Linked DNA regions of Oryctolagus cuniculus: region 2 is linked to region 1. The links are chromatin contacts, called in public Micro-C maps. All regions are on one chromosome and are shown on one strand. The core of a region is the stretch at or near the end of the contact, and the rest is flanking DNA. Distances in the headings are between cores, read along the strand shown. Region 1 holds the start of GABPA (GA binding protein transcription factor subunit alpha). Region 2 holds the start of MRPL39 (mitochondrial ribosomal protein L39).

The links. Hi-C and Micro-C count contacts between places; a contact is called where the count stands out from the background.
Region 2: a contact with region 1 is called in a Micro-C map of ear pinna, with 9 times the contacts expected there. The contact joins the promoter of MRPL39 here to the promoter of GABPA in region 1. A contact is called at or near these places in 3 of 6 Hi-C or Micro-C datasets (ear pinna, psoas muscle and an unstated tissue).

The regions. Positions count from the first base shown.
Region 1 is chr4:20,154,439-20,157,050 of mOryCun1.1, forward strand. GABPA (GA binding protein transcription factor subunit alpha) reads right to left here and starts at 1,331. Exons shown (of 10, transcript XM_008267149.4): 1 at 1,193-1,331. ATP5PF (ATP synthase peripheral stalk subunit F6) reads left to right here and starts at 684. Exons shown (of 4, transcript XM_008267151.4): 1 at 684-1,238.
Region 2 is chr4:20,288,686-20,291,297 of mOryCun1.1, forward strand. It overlaps MRPL39 (mitochondrial ribosomal protein L39), which reads left to right and starts at 1,290. Exons shown (of 10, transcript XM_070071903.1): 1 at 1,290-2,170. The coding sequence starts at 1,699.

The DNA of each region.
Region 1 (2,612 bases), core at 81-2,580:
TTCTACCGGCGAGAACTGCTTGTGACCAGAATTTCATTTCTAAATTACTACTCATCGCTTCGCTATGCAGTATTAAGACACTGTCTGCTCTGTCGTTATCCGCGCCAAACTCGGAGCCCTGAATCCAAACGTGATCACGGAGCTGTATCTTGTATTGCACGAAACACTATAAAAGTTGGCAAGGTACATTAGCTCTTCGCTAGCTCATTTCCTCGTTTTTAAACAAAAACCCCAAGCAGACATTATCGTCAACAGTACGGTTTTGGAGCAAGTGTGACAGCACGGAGACCTAAGCGGATCTGAAGCGAGTGAATCGCTGAGTCCGGCGAAGCAGACTGGGTCTGCAACTTCCTCCGAAATCCCGGGGCGTCCGACCCAAACCGCGACCACGGGGACAGCGGCCCACCGCGCACAAACCGGCGAGGAGACCGGGAAGCGCGGGGAGGCAGCAGGCGCGCCGCTCCGGGGCCCCGCGCCGCGCGCCCCCCGCCCCTCCCCGCTCCCTCAAGTCTCCACGAACGGAAATGGGAGTCGCGGAGCCGGGGACCAGCGGAAACAAAACACAGAGGCGGCCGCGGGGGGGCCGCGGTGGGGGAAAAGGCCCCGGAACGAGGCCGGCCCGCGCGGGCCCGCGCTCCCTTCCTCCCCCGCGGCCGCACTCACCCGCTCCGGAATCGGCCCTGGCGCTCTCGCCCGCGCTCCGGGGCCGGCTGCGAACGGCAGAGGCGCGGGCTCCACGTGCAGCGTCCCTCCGGGCCGAGCCCTGCAGCTCCCAGGACTCCAAGTGTGAGGCCCCTGGGCCCTTCCCGCGGAATCGGCGCCGAGAAACCCCGAACCCCCTCCCGCCTCCCAGGCTCCCCCGGGTCCGGGACTACAACTCCCAGCAGGGTGCGGGAAACGAGCGCAAGCGGCGCACGAGGCGCCACGTCCCAATCCGCGTGTTTCGCACACTCTCACTTTCCCTGCACATTCACATACACCCCAACAACCCCTAAAGAGCAGGACGCTGCCTAGGAGGGGGGGAGCTTGAACTCGGGACAGGCCAGCCGAAGTGCGCATGCGTAGAGTAAGGTTTCCAGAAGGGAAAAAGCGAACGGGTCAAATTAGGCGAAGGAAAGATGGCGGAGGCTTCGCTAGAGGACCCGGAAGCAGTTACCCTCCACTTCCTCCTCCTGTTTGGCTTCTGTCTCACCTAGAGCCGTCCGGTCGCAGATTGCCTCCGAGACGCTTCCTGTCCGGTGAGTGCCGACCGACTGAAACGGCGGCCCATAATGCATTTCGATGGCGGGTAGGCGTGTGGGGGCGGAGTCAGGGCCGGAAGTGGAACGGTGGCGGCGGCGGCGGCGGTTCTGGCAGCTCGGGGCTGAGTGCAAGGTGACTGGGAGGGTGACTAGACCAGCTCGGTCTCTTGGGACTGCGGTTCTGGGTTTCTTCACACGGCCTAGGCTGCCCGTCACCTCTGCCTTACTGGGAGGGCAGCGCAGTCCTGTGTCCCTAGCACCTTCAGGGCCTGGCTCGGGGTCACAGCTGACCTCGGCGCTTCTGCTCTTCGAAGAGTGCCGCAGACCCAGTAAATGAGGGATAGTGCCTCTGTGGGCAAACCGGGGGAGTGCGGGAGGCCGAGGGGTCTTGGGGCCCGCGGCCTGCCAGGGACAGCCCAAGGTCAGATGTGCGGGATGGGGTCGCGGCCCCGCCTGCCTGATGGAGGCGCGCGTGAGATTCTCCGGCACTAAAGCGCGGGGCAGGACCTGCACCCTAAGAGGGAACAGGGTAGTGGTCATCTTAAAAGCCCTGCTTGAAATGTTTGTGATTGGCTTTTGGAACTCTTACTGAAGGAGGCAGCGAGCTGGGTAACCTTTGGCTGGTCAGTCACCACTATAAATAGAACCAGGCCCCCTCCCGCCACGGGGCCTGCGTGCTGGCTGTAACCCCTCGTGTTGAGGTTCCCAGTCCTACTTGGAATCCCTTTCCTAGGCTCTTGTGGCATCCGATGGTACTCGAATAGAGAATTTGTCACAAATGGCATTTTAAATCTCTTTGTGTAATTATGTGTGTCTTAGGCGTGACATCGTGGACAATCCACACGTACTCAATGAGGGGGAAAAGGGAATAAGGAAGGAACAAGTTTTCATATGAGCGTATCTGTTCATTTTTTCGATGAGTTTGTAGAACTTGCAAGGGCTTGAGAGCTTTTGAATATATGGGTTTGGGGTCCAGGAAAAAGACTAGAATTAGAGACGTGATTTGGAAATCATTGGCAGCTACATGATAGATACTGAAAAAAATGAAAATAGATTCCACCCGTGTTGCAGTAGGAATCACATCTTTGCAGTCAACCTTAGTTATGGGAATATGGGTGATTAATCACTTTTCTTGAACATAATTTTATCATCTGTAAAGCGGGATAAAACACTTGTAACTCTTTAAGGATATCACAGTAGGGGCACAAGGAAAGAATGTATATGGAAGTAATGGGCACAGTATCTAGGTCTGAACAAAGATCAGTTGTTGAACCTGAATGTCCTTGGGTTGCCAAAAGGGGAAACAGGTGTAGATGTATTCAGTTGGATTCTACTGTGTAACCTTGGACCAGACACTTATCATCTAAGCCT
Region 2 (2,612 bases), core at 40-2,539, 130 kb after region 1:
AGGGAAACATTTTTGGCAGAAGGTTGATTAAAAAAAAAAAAAAGCAAGAAAGGGGATCTACAATAAGGAAATACATTGGAAGATTCTTGGCTAAAGGTCTATGTCCAGTAAAGTCTCTCAAGCTCTCCAAACCTGAATTTCTCCTGCTGGATAAAGAGGATTATTATGTTTAGTGCTTTGGCTGGTTGGAGCCCTATGTTCAATATTTGGTGTCCATTATCATTAGTGATAGTCTCACAACTAGCACTTCTGTGCTGCTAGAGAGTTCCAGTTACCTGTCTCCAAGGTTTTTTTTTTTTTTATTTTTTTTTATTTTTATTTTTGAAAGTCAAAGTTTCAGAGAGAGAGAGAATCTTCCATCTGCTGGTTCACTCCCCACCAGCAACAGCCAGGGCTGGTCCAGGCCAAAGCCAGGAGCCAGGAGCTTCGTCTCATGAGCAGCAGGGGCACAAACACTTGGGCTGTCTTCTGCTGCTTTTCCCAGGCTGTTAGTAGGGAGCTGGATGGGAAGTGGAGCAGCAGGGATAGGTGCCAGCACCCAGATCCAGTGTCACAGGTGCAGGTTTACCGGCTAGGCCACAATGCTGGCCCCTCCAACGTATTGATGATCAAACTTGTTTCAGTTTGAGTTCAGAAGCTTAGTTTAAACGTTGCTCTAAACTGTTCCAAGGGCAACTCTGTTGTTTCTGGATGGGGTCAATGAACAGTCTCTATAATAGGCTAGTGAGACACAAAGCTTTCCAGGGAATCATTGAATGTAAATTCAAGGAGGAAGCAACACACCACACACACACACACACACCACCACACACACCACACCACACTTATTTGTACATAGGTACATTTTGTAGTTCCAATTGGGATCTCAAAATGAGAAGCCATCTGGGAAACTGAAGACTAGATTTAAACCAAGCTCGGCCATATCCTTACATTTCTCATTCTAAATAAAAAAATTAAAAAACAAAAGAATCTTCTGAAGGTGTCATGAATTGCAATATTTCAAATGAAGGACCTGGGAGATAGTAAGTGAAGATTCTCGCACTTGCGAGGGGCAGCGGGGCTCTAGCGTGGAGCGACCCAGGATCTGCCGCTGAGTCGGCACTTCCACCTGGCGGCGGTTTAATCCGATTGCAAGTCAAAGGGGGGAGGCTGCCGCAGGTTCAGTCAACTCCCAGCCTCCAGTAAAGCCCCAGCGTTAAACACAAAAACATTCCCGTATTCCCGTGTTTAACCACTGGGAAGCCTCCTACAACAATGGGACGAAGCCCTGTGTTGGAACTTTGCTTTTTTTTTTTTTTTTTTTTTGGTAAGGGCATTCATCCATTCAACATATAGGATTGTAACGAAATTAAAAGATACGTTTATTGGGGTGTTAAAAAAAAAAACCAGTCAATCCATGCGTAGTTTCTTCATAATAGGCATTTTACACGAAGCTTTTGAAGATTCCTCGTAGGCACGAATTTCAAAAATGTTTCGCACCCAGAGAAGCTTCCCTTTAATTTCTCCTACAGACCATTTTAAGTGCCTTGTATTTGAGTTTGGGGCTCTTGGGCGCCCACCTCATGGCCGAGAAAGTTCCGCCTCAGGGTGCCATTCCCTACGCTAACAAGATGGGACCCACGCTAACCTGGGAAACTTGCCCTGGGCGCCACGGATCACACAGCGGCCCCAGTATCCACACGACCCGTTTGCAGGCCCATGCTGACAGGGCAAATGGACGCGACAGCCCAGGCGCCAGCCCGGCCGAGCCGAGGAGCCCTCCCGGCACAACTGAGAGGGAAGCCAGAGCTGGAGGAGGCCATGGGCCGCCGGGAACCTGGGGACAGCGGAGGGTGCGGCGCGCGTGGCACCCAGCCCCTGCCAGGGAGACGCCCTGTTTCCCTCACAGCCCACGAAGTTCTGGGTCACCCGTCGCGCCCTTGGAACACGCAGGGACGCGGGGCTTGCGATAGCGAGGCGCAAAGGCGCCCTCTCATGGCCGCGCGCAGCCCGGAACGCCCGGAACGGAACTGTCGGGCGGAACCTCGGTGCGCGTTCAGAGTTTCTGGGGGGAGGAAGGCGGGAGAGGACCGGCGCGCGGCGGTTCCCACGGCCGCTGTGAAGGCCATGGCCGTGGGTGTCCGGATGCTGCGGCTCTGTCGGGTCGTCCCCGGCTGCGGGGCTGGCTGGAGTGAGTTTCAGCGGCCGTGGGGATGGGGAGCGAGGCCTGGAGAATGGTGGCAGCCGCGATGGAGCTTTAGGCGGGTCGTGGGAGAGCGGGAGGAGGAGGATTTTTCAGTCCCCTGCTTTGGCTGCCGCCTGCTTCCAACCTTGGGAGGACAAATCTGGGGTCGCGGGGGTCACCAGGGGGCGGGGCCGCGACGGGACTTGGGGCGCTTTTGGGAACAGCTCGCGTCTGGTATAAACCTATCGTTACCTCGCGTAGGAATGGAGTTTGCCTCGCGAAATCTCTTGATTGGGGGTTTCAGTATTAAGCTCGGCATTCCTCGCCCCTGGCCGTGGGCGCGTTGGCACGGGACGTCCAGTGTGCTAGGGGCCTGCTGCTCCCCGCCCAGGCCCCGTCTTCGCCCCCCCACCCCGCTGCCCAGTGGCTCTGGTCTCTGACCCGCGTC